3 separate regions of the Rattus norvegicus genome follow, and regions 1 and 2 are each linked to region 3. The links are chromatin contacts, called in public Hi-C maps. All regions are on one chromosome and are shown on one strand. Each heading gives the region's core, a stretch centred on a gene start, on an enhancer-like site or on the middle of the called end of the contact. The rest is flanking DNA. Distances are from core to core; before and after follow the strand shown.

Region 1 (3,112 bases), core at 556-3,055, 190 kb before region 3:
CTCAAACATCTAGGGGCTGCAGGAAACAGAACTGAACTGAAGCAAAATGGCCTAGAACCTTTAACTGCAACATTAGAAATAGAACACATCAATAAACTGCCCAATACTCTTGCTTCAAAATTCTTTTTAAAATATTTATGTATTTACTTATCTGTCTATGGACATGAATATGTCACTGAGGACATACGGAGGCCAGAGAATGATTGGCAGAAGCCTGTTCTCTACTTCTGTCACGTGGGTTCCAAGGACTCAGGCCATCAGGCATGGTGGCAAGCACCTTTACCTACTGAGCCATCTGCCCAGGGTGGCCTTGAATTCACTATATAGGTATTACTTTCAATGCCTCATCCTTTTGCCTTCTCCTCTGAAGTGCTGAGACTGGATGCACACACCACCATGCCCAGCCTTTTTTCTTCCTTTTTAAATACAACAGAGATGCCAAGGTTTAGATCATCAATATGGGAACCAGAGGCAGGAATGGGCTATTCTACAGATTTAGCCAAGGTGGCTATGAAGCCAGCATTGAATTTAAAAAAAAAAAAACAAAAAACAACAACAACAAAAAAAGCATGGTGGGACACTGAATTAAGGAATCTGGTTATGGATGAAGGAAGGCTGGCAACTGTGGTGACACAACTAGGGTCTGGAGGTCAGAGAATATTCTAGTTTTGAAGATGTGAAATGACTTTTGGTTGAGTTATTACATGGTAAGTTTTGGGATTCCAACCTTTATACATTTATTTATTTTGTTGAGACTGTAACCCAGGCTGGCCTTGGTAATTCTACAGTCTCGGCCTTTCAGATACTTGAATTTTAGATGGGGATTACTATGCCTAGCTTTAGAATCGGCAATTCTCCAGTCTAATTTGGAAGAACACAAGTGTAAGAGGGTACTCTGTCTCAATCACCTAAGTAAAAAATTCTTGAGCACATCTGCGGGTGCTCCCAGAGGAAAGATCAGTTGTCCCAGAAAGGAGTTGAAGCAGCTGTTTTAACTTCAAGAGACTGACAGGGTCTTGCAACTGAAGCACGAGGTGGTCTGAGTGGAGTCTACATGGCTCCATCTTAAGAACTGGGAGTCCAGAGCATGTGCCAACACTACTTGGATGGAAAGCTGCACAGAAAAGTCCTGTAGCTGATCCGCTTTGCTCAGAAAGGTCTCCACCGAGAGTACAATCCTTCCTAAAGCCAATAGAAACTAATGAGCCACAGCCCAAGGGCAAATTTAGATAAAAGTACCCGACTGTTGCTGAGCGGAGGACTAGAGGGGGCCTCGAGTATGATAGCTTAAGTGCCTACCAAAGATTCTCGAGCCAGGATTTGGTAGTGGTTTCACATGACTTTAGAGAAAACATTACTTAACCATTCTCTCCTTCCCAGATTCGTCTTTTCATAATGTGTTTGGAAGAGGCTAGAAAGACAGGAGAAGGTCCTCTCTAGCAGACAGCCTCTGCTGTTATAAAGTCACCCAAAGTCCTCAGATGTGGTCAACAGAGGCAGCCTGTACTGAAAGAGCAGTACAATTTACGAACTTCCTAAAAACCGTAAGAGGCTATAACTGTTACATTCTAGTCTCGAACGATATCAGGTTCAAACTCACTTCCCCATCTCATGCTTTCTCGTACGATTTTTCTTTTCATTTTCGCTTTTTCCAACCCCAGAGCAACTGCACATCTCTCTGGACTCGCTCTGCTCGTCTCTAGTGTTTCCGCCCTCGGGCGTCCAAGTGGGCGTGCACTTCCGGAGTCAGGAAGTGCGTCATCAACTCGCGCTAGTTCCTGCACGTTGTGCCGGTTCGCTTAGGATTTGGATTCAGGCGTATTCTGCTGGGCCGGCGTTCTGTGACTGCGTGCCGGACTCCGGCTTCTCTGCGCCGCGATGCAGGTCTCCAGCCTCAACGAAGTGAAGATTTACAGCCTCAGCTGCGGCAAGTCTCTCCCTGAGGTGAGTCCTCATCCTCTCGCCGCCGCTACTCCTCTCTTTGCCCTCTTTATATATCTATAATTTATTATTGGCTGACTGTGCTGGCTGGTTTTATGTCAACTTGACACAAGCTAGAGTTAACTGAAAGGAGGGAACCTCAATTGAGATAATGCCCCCATGAGATCTAGCTGTAGGACATTTCCTTAATTAGTGTTTGATGGGGAAGGGCTTGGCCGAGCGGGCCAGTAAACAGTATTGCTCCATGGCCTTTGCATCAGCTCCTGCCCCCGGGTTCCTGCCTTGTTTGAGTTTCTGCCTTGAGCTCCCTCAGTGACGGACCTGATGTAGAAATGTGACTGATATAAATTCTTTCCTCCCCAAGATGTGACAGCATAGAAACCCTAAGACAACACCTTTGTTTTGCCTGTAATAGATTCATGTAAGATCATGCTGACTGTCTAGAAACTACTCTACATCCTTTAATTGAAACATTATTGCCTGAAATACAGTCAGAGCAATACAGTCACAGACTGTAAGGCACTCACTTACTGCAGAGAGAAGGAAAATTATGGCCCACCCCTAGGCTCTTCAAAATATCATGTTCCAAATGCAGGCTGCCTCAGTGTATACTTAGGGTCTGGAGACCGCATATCTAGAGACTTCAAAAGATTATTTTGCTAGTAACAATAGTACATTGGCTTTTCCCTTTTAGAAAATTTTTTCCCATGGGGGGGTGTTTAACCTCAAATTTATTGACATTTTAAGCTGACAGTTCCTTGCTGCTGGTGTTGTTTTATATAATGTTTGCCAGCATCCCTGGTCCACACCTAACCAATTGGGATGACAGACTAAAACTTAAAAGTTGCCATAAGCCCTCTGGGAAGCAAAATTGTCCCAGTAGAGACCTGTCCACTCAGTGTCACTGTAACTGACAAGTGCTTTTTCATTGCTGTTCATTCTACTGTTGCCTGTAGAACAAAATTGGCTCTCAGTGAATGTGTTATTAAAAACCACTTCTTATCCAAGGTCAGCTGTTAGGCCAGTCCTATGTCTGTTCCTACTCTTTGTGAGAAATATATTTGTCTGGCAAAGAGACACATTTATAATCCCATTGCTTGGAAAGCTGAGGCAGGAGGATTGCGAGCTTGTGTTCATCCTGGGCTACAGAGCTACGTAGTGTGACTCTGTC
Region 2 (3,081 bases), core at 350-2,849, 150 kb after region 3:
TTTTGTTTTGTTTTTTAATGGATACTGAGAACCAGTGGTGGCCTCCAAAGACCTGAGGTTCTGCTGAGGTCACTAGATAGAAGGCAGCAGGTTTCTCAGTGTCTGAGTAAGGCCTCCCTCTTTCAGGTTGAATGAGAATGGATAGGGGGCCACAGTACAAAGTAACCTGCCTTAGTTGGCAGGATGTCTGAAGGCTTCTGCCTTAGCCATCCCCTTTCTGGGAGCTGCCTACCTGTAACCCTAGATACCTGTGCAGTGGTGTGCTACAGAAAGGGGCAGACTGACCTTTGATAGGGTCTTTACTGAGAAGGAAGCCTTTGTGGCCAGAGAGACCCAAAGGCTAGCCCTCTAAATCAGATAGGTGCCCTGTAACTCTCACAGCCGACATTCCCTTGAGTCCTCTGGGTTCAGTTTTGCCTTTCTGCACCAGAGGCAGGGAGGAATGGAGAAGGCCCCAGGGTTGCCCTCCACCTCCAAGCTGCTCTACTACTGGTTCCCCTGGCAGCCTCCTGAATAGTAGGAGTTCACTCACATGTTTTTTGTGGAGGAGGATTTGAAGGAGGGATTTGAGTTTTTCCCTAGAGACGCCAGAGAGACAGTTTCATCTCTGCACAACAGGCTCGCCCAGCTCCTCTTATAAGCTGTTTCTGTGGTTACCTGTCTTCTGGGATATTTGCAGTGGGTGGGCATGGCAGGTGCGATCTGCCAGAGTGTACCAGGAGTCTGAAGGAAGCACCACTGGGACCCAGAAGGCCAGATGTCAACCAAGCCCCCCTCCTCACCAGGAAACGGAAACCACACTGAATGTCAGGGAGGCAAAGACCCCCAAGAAGGATCCTGGACCTCCTCGCTGTCCAGTTTATAGGTGGGAAAACCGAGGATGAGGGAATCTAAGGGTTTTCTTGGCAAGATGGCTGGATGAGTTAGCAGAAGTTACTACAGCTGGAACACAGGTCTTCCCGCCTCCAGGCTAACCTCTTTCCTTAAACCAGGCGCGGGGAAAGTGGGTGATAGGTACACACGGGACTGGTGTGGAGAGGGAGGAGAGCCTTGCAGGCATACCAGAAGGTCCTGGGGTACCTAGGGCGACTCAAGCTTCTTTTCCACTTCCCTGGACATTAGAACTGCACTTCCTTCCAAGTACGGGGGGGGGGGGGGGGAGAGGAGCTGGGGAGCGGGGGTGGGTGGGTGCCCGCGAAAGGCCATCCCCTTTGGGCACCGCCTCTCAGCCTCTCCCTACCCGCAGGCCAGAGGTCAAGGGTTAGGAAGGTGGGACCAGTGCTCGACCCCGCCCCCGCTCTCCCACACCTTCCACCCTGCCGCCCTGCCTCCCGAGTCCCAGTGGCCTTAACACCCTGCAGGACCTCTGCTGCGCTGAGAAACTGCGAGTGGTCAGGGTGATAAGTGGACCAGAATTGGCGCACTGATGGTCCAGCAGTGGGTGTGGCACAGGGCGGGGGAGTGACCAGGCTGTAGCTGAGGCGGGGCTAAGACCGGGGGCGTGGTCGAGGCAGGAGGCGGGGCCGTGGAAACTTGAGTGCCCGCCCTGCGATGCGCCCCGCCCCGGCCTCCGCCTCCGGTCCCGCCTTCTCTTCCCTTCCTTCCCGGGCTGGCGGCGGCTGCGGGTGGTGGACCTGCAGAGCGGCGGTCGCCTACACCTCGCTCTCTCCTGGGCCGGCGGATCCTTTTGTCTCTCCAAGCGGTGAAGGTCGCAGAGTCGGCGCGGCGGTTGCGGGCGCACTGACGCCCGTTCTATTGGTTATCTCCCCAGCCTCAGCCACCGCCGAACTTGAGCTCGAGAAGCCAGCGGATCGCGTCCAGTTCCGGAGCCGGTAGGGAAGGGGAGGCTGCGGGACTGCGGGGCTGCGTGGAGGGAGCGTGTGTGACCCGCTCGCTGGGACCCGGTTGTGTGAGTGCGCGGGTGTGTGCGCGCGGCTACTGACGGTGCCTGTTTCTCTGCGTAGTGGGCTTGCAGCTGACCGCAGACGGTGGCGTGGCTCTAGAATGGCGTGTCCTCGTGGGGATCGTTGGGCTCGATGGGATGTGCACTTTTTAGATTACGTTTGTGGAATTGTGTGTCGGGCACACTTGCCTGTGGGGACTAGTGCTGGCGAGGGTCGAGGAGGAGCCGCTGTGCGCAGAGTGGGGGTGGCGGGGTGGGCGTGGGCGGTCTGCCCCGGAAAGCTGAGCCCCCGGTTGGTGTCGCTCCGTGCACTACGTAGCTCAGGAACCTGAGGGTAGGACTAGGACCCGATGAGCAAAGTGCCTGCCTAGTGGGCAGCGGGCGTTTACACCCCCCCCACGGGGGGCAGGTCCACGTGATAATTATGAGCTTCGAAGAGGGATGGGGACCCCTTGGCAATGATCAGCTCTAGAGCAGAGGGAAAGACCAACCCAGTCCTGGCCTCGCTGTGACCTGCCCTGAGACCTGAGCCTGAGACAGGCCACCTTCTTGGGTCGCAATTTGCGTCTGTATCAAATGAGGGTGGCCCCTCTGGGGCTGTCTTGACGCTAGAGAACGCACCACACGCAGTTCTTGACCCAGAGTCTTGCACACAGTAGGTGCTATTCATTGGATTCTCATCTCATTAAAAAGAAATCTGTTTTGCCTTTTTTGTGGATGACGCTCTCATTTCCTCCTGCACGGTGGTTTGTGCCTCCTTCCTGGATCTAACTTCACAGCGAAAGCTTGGAAATTGAGAAAGTTTAGGCGGCTGGGTGCGATACCTCCTCTCCGCACCTTACTGGCTGCGTGACGCGGCCTTCGAGTGTGCGGGAGCCCGCAGCGCAGGGCGCTAGCCCGGAAGGCTCCTGAGCCCGGGCAGCGTTCCGGAAGGCTGCGACTACAGACTCGCGTGTCCTTTTGTTCAACAAGTGCCTGGAGGATGTCAATCTGGAATTAGAGTTGCGGTGAGAAAGTGGCTGTCTCTGTAGACTCATAGTCTGGGGTTCCTGGAGCTTTTCTCCCGGCCTGGTCATTCAGGAAGCCACCCTCTGTTCTAACCACTAACAAGTCCACCCAGAAGAGGGTGTTCGCCAGGACTCTAAATCCTGTTAGACACCCTACACCCCACCCCCAAG
Region 3 (3,119 bases), core at 588-3,087:
GACAACTCGCTTGATGCTTTTGGGGCTCTTGCTTCTTTCTGCAGAAGCCATGATTCAGGGAGAAGTGAATCACTCGTTCTTTCATTCACTCATTCAACAAATATTCACGGACTATGCCCCAGGTCTTGAAGTGGGTACCAGGGTTTTCCTCCCAGGACTTGGGTACATGAGATGAAGACTGAAGGGGGCTTGCACAAAACAATTGCACAGCAATTTAGGAGGGGAGCTAGATTGTGGATTTCCTCTAGGGACCTCTGAAGAAAAGCCAGTAGGGTTTGTTTGTTTGTTTGTTTGGCTTTGTTTTTGTGAAGGGTCTCACTATGTTGCCTTGGTTGGTCTGGAACTCTTTGTAGACTATGCTGGTCTCAAATTTACAGAGATCTAGCTGGTGAAGGGACATACCTTTAATCCAACCACTCCCGAGACAGAGGCAGGTGGATCTCTGAGTCCAAGGACAGCCTGGTTTACAGAGGGAGTTCCAGTACAGCCAGGGCTACACCCAGAAGCCAGGTCTCAAAAACAAACAAAAAATCAAATAAACAAAAAGCCTGCCTCTGCCTCCTGAGTGCTGGGATTAAAGGCTTGGGTCATCTGGTCTCATGCTTGAAAAAGCTACTTCGAAAGCTACTTTTTTCATTTGCTTTGCTGTGATTCTTCAAGATAGTTTTTGTTGGTACTCCTCTGGGATCCCGGCATCCGGGCTTGGAAAGGGGTTTTAGTTGAGAATTAACAAACCATTAACAGCGTGTACATAGTAACAAGTTGGAGTTACTCCTAAGTCTTCCCAATACTGAATATGTAAGTAACCAGTCAGTCCCACTTATTCTTTAACAATGTAACTTTGGTGGGGGCTGGGGATTTAGCTCAGTGGTAGAGCGCTTACCTAGGAAGCGCAAGGCCCTGGGTTCGGTCCCCAGCTCCAAAAAAAAAAGAACCAAAAAAAAAAAAAAAAAACCAATGTAACTTTGGTGGATACAAATTCACTGCCCAGACTCTTTTCCGGTCCAGACTTCTCAAAGTGACTTAGTTGTAGCTACCCTGAAAGATTTAACAGAATAAGGGACAGCTGTTGGCTTGAAACCCCTCAACCTCTTCCCTAACATGCGACTCTTGCTTAGATAAAAGGCATTATCTTAGCATGCAACTGGTGCCTAGAATCTAGTTGGAAGCTACCAACGTAAAACGGAGTGGCTCTCCAGCCTCTGCTGGCTTGTCTCTCAGCAAGTTTTCAGGCATAGGCACACAGGGTGGTGAAGCAGGGTCAATCTACACCACGAAGTCTAGTCTACGTGGCCCGCACACAACTCAAGGCCCATCCATCCTCGGCTCGCACCTGCGATCCCGCCAGGGAATAAATACTACGCGCTGAATGCAAAGCCGAGGAAGAGTTTTGCTAGTCTTCCAGGCCAGGGCTCAGCCGTTAGGACCCGGGGAGAGACTGCGTGATTGAACCGGTTGCAAGACGGACGACCAAGCGCCTGTGCGCATGCACCGGCCGAATCCCGCCTGCTGCCCATAGGACCCTGCGGCAAGCTGGTAGTCAGGACTGGTGGTGTGGTGCGCGTGCGCGGGCCTGCCGCAGGGAGTGTCCGGCACGAGGCCGGGCGGGGAGCGCGGGCGGATGGGCGGGGGGCTGGGCACGCGCGGCGCCCCGCCCCACTGACGCGCCGGGCCCGCGCCTCCCGCCTCCGGCGTCGGGAACCGGGTTGGCCGCCAAGGAGTCCCCGCCCCTCCCCCGCGCCTCCCGGCCGGAACCGATCGGGGCTGGTTTGAGCTGGTGCGTCTCCATGACGACGTGCTCCGCCTATAAGTAGCGGCGCGTCGCACCGTCGGGCTTTGTCAGTCCCTGCAGCCGCCGCCGCCGGCCGCCTTCAGTCAGCAGCTCGGCGCCACCTCCGGTCGGCGACTGCGGCGGGCTCGACGAGGCGGCTGACGGGGCGGCGGCGGGAAGACGGCCGGGTGCGCCTTGGGGTTTAGTGGCGGCTTCTCCATGGGTCCAGCCAGCCGCTTCCCTGTGCTGTGAGGTAAGCGGGGCGCGGGAGGATTGTGCGGCCACGTGTCGCGAGGCCCGGACTGCGGTCGCCGGCAGGGGACACGTGGCCGGAGGCTGGTGACCTTGCGAGCCTCCGCCCTGAAGGCAGCAGCTGTTCCTGGCCCTTGGCTGCAAGCCCTCGGATCGCCCCATGGGAGCCCGCATCGTGTCAGCCGGGCTCGGCGCTCCACTTGCCCGGGCGGTGATGGAGGGCAGGTGCAGGGGAGCCCGGCCGCTAGCAGCCGCCCTGCAGTTTCCTGCTTTCTTTAGTTTTGCTACGTGTACAGAGCAGAGCTGATGGACTCGAAGTGGAAGTCGATAGACCTAATTTAGTCAGGGAGTCCCTGCTAATGAATACTCACCGGCTGTGACTTGGATTTAGAACTGAACTCTTTGAATGACTTAGGGGTTTACGGGAAACCGGATTCCCGGCTGTCTTGGAAGCCCGACTCAGAATCCTCAATAACTGGTAGAACTGGGGAGCAGATCCTGTCAGGAATGTCTGGGAGAGGACAAAAGAATGCAGTGGCTTGTTTTATTCAAACCTAACATCGGGCAGAATTTGACTGGAGTTCATTTTTGTTTTAATTGGCTTGTATCTCATCCAGATTTAACTTCTTGTGCTAATTGTTTAACAGGATTTAGCTGCTTCCCATGCCAAAGTGTTAGCATTTTTTTTCTTTTATCTTTTTTTTCTTTTTCTTTTTTTTTTTTTTTTTTTTTTGTATTGAGGCAAAGATAGGGAAAGGCAAAATAAGTGGTATTTCAATGAAAGTTTTCCAGGTTTAAGCCGGAAGGCTGCCTGGAAAATACTTAACAAGACCTAAAATTACAAAGTTACTGCCAAAGCCCATTCATCAGTTCTAAGTGATATACAACTGAGTTGGCTGGCGCTGGTCTGTAGTCTTCACTTAAGAGAGGTTTATGCAGCTAACGAAGTTGACCAGTGCCAAAAGTCTCCTTAAAGCTTAAAGTGTGCTTTATCATGCATGGATTTGGATTTATGACAGGCTCATCCCCGTGGGCCTCTCATAGTGTCCCGTGCTAGAGCAAACTGGCTCCTAACCATTGCCCAGCCTTGGTGCAT

What was found. Hi-C and Micro-C count contacts between places; a contact is called where the count stands out from the background.
Region 1: a Hi-C map of liver shows a contact between it and region 3, with 2.2 times the contacts expected there. The contact joins the promoter of Nol10 here to the promoter of Odc1 in region 3. A contact is called at or near these places in 3 of 12 Hi-C or Micro-C datasets (hepatocytes and liver).
Region 2: a contact with region 3 is called in a Hi-C map of kidney, with 2.6 times the contacts expected there. The contact joins the promoter of Hpcal1 here to the promoter of Odc1 in region 3. A contact is called at or near these places in 8 of 12 Hi-C or Micro-C datasets (the Rat2 cell line, Schwann cells, frontal cortex and 4 more).

What each region holds. Positions count from the first base shown.
Region 1 is chr6:45,871,176-45,874,287 of GRCr8, forward strand. It overlaps Nol10 (nucleolar protein 10), which reads left to right and starts at 1,806. Exons shown (of 21, transcript NM_001014076.1): 1 at 1,806-1,944. The coding sequence starts at 1,879. It also overlaps a transcript of Atp6v1c2 not described here.
Region 2 is chr6:46,205,295-46,208,375 of GRCr8, forward strand. Hpcal1 (hippocalcin-like 1) reads left to right here and starts at 1,600. Exons shown (of 5, transcript NM_017356.3): 1 at 1,600-1,832.
Region 3 is chr6:46,056,828-46,059,946 of GRCr8, forward strand. Odc1 (ornithine decarboxylase 1) reads left to right here and starts at 1,838. Exons shown (of 12, transcript NM_012615.3): 1 at 1,838-2,024. It overlaps Snora80l1 (small nucleolar RNA, H/ACA box 80 like 1), which reads left to right and starts at 3,020; the gene lies at 3,020-3,119.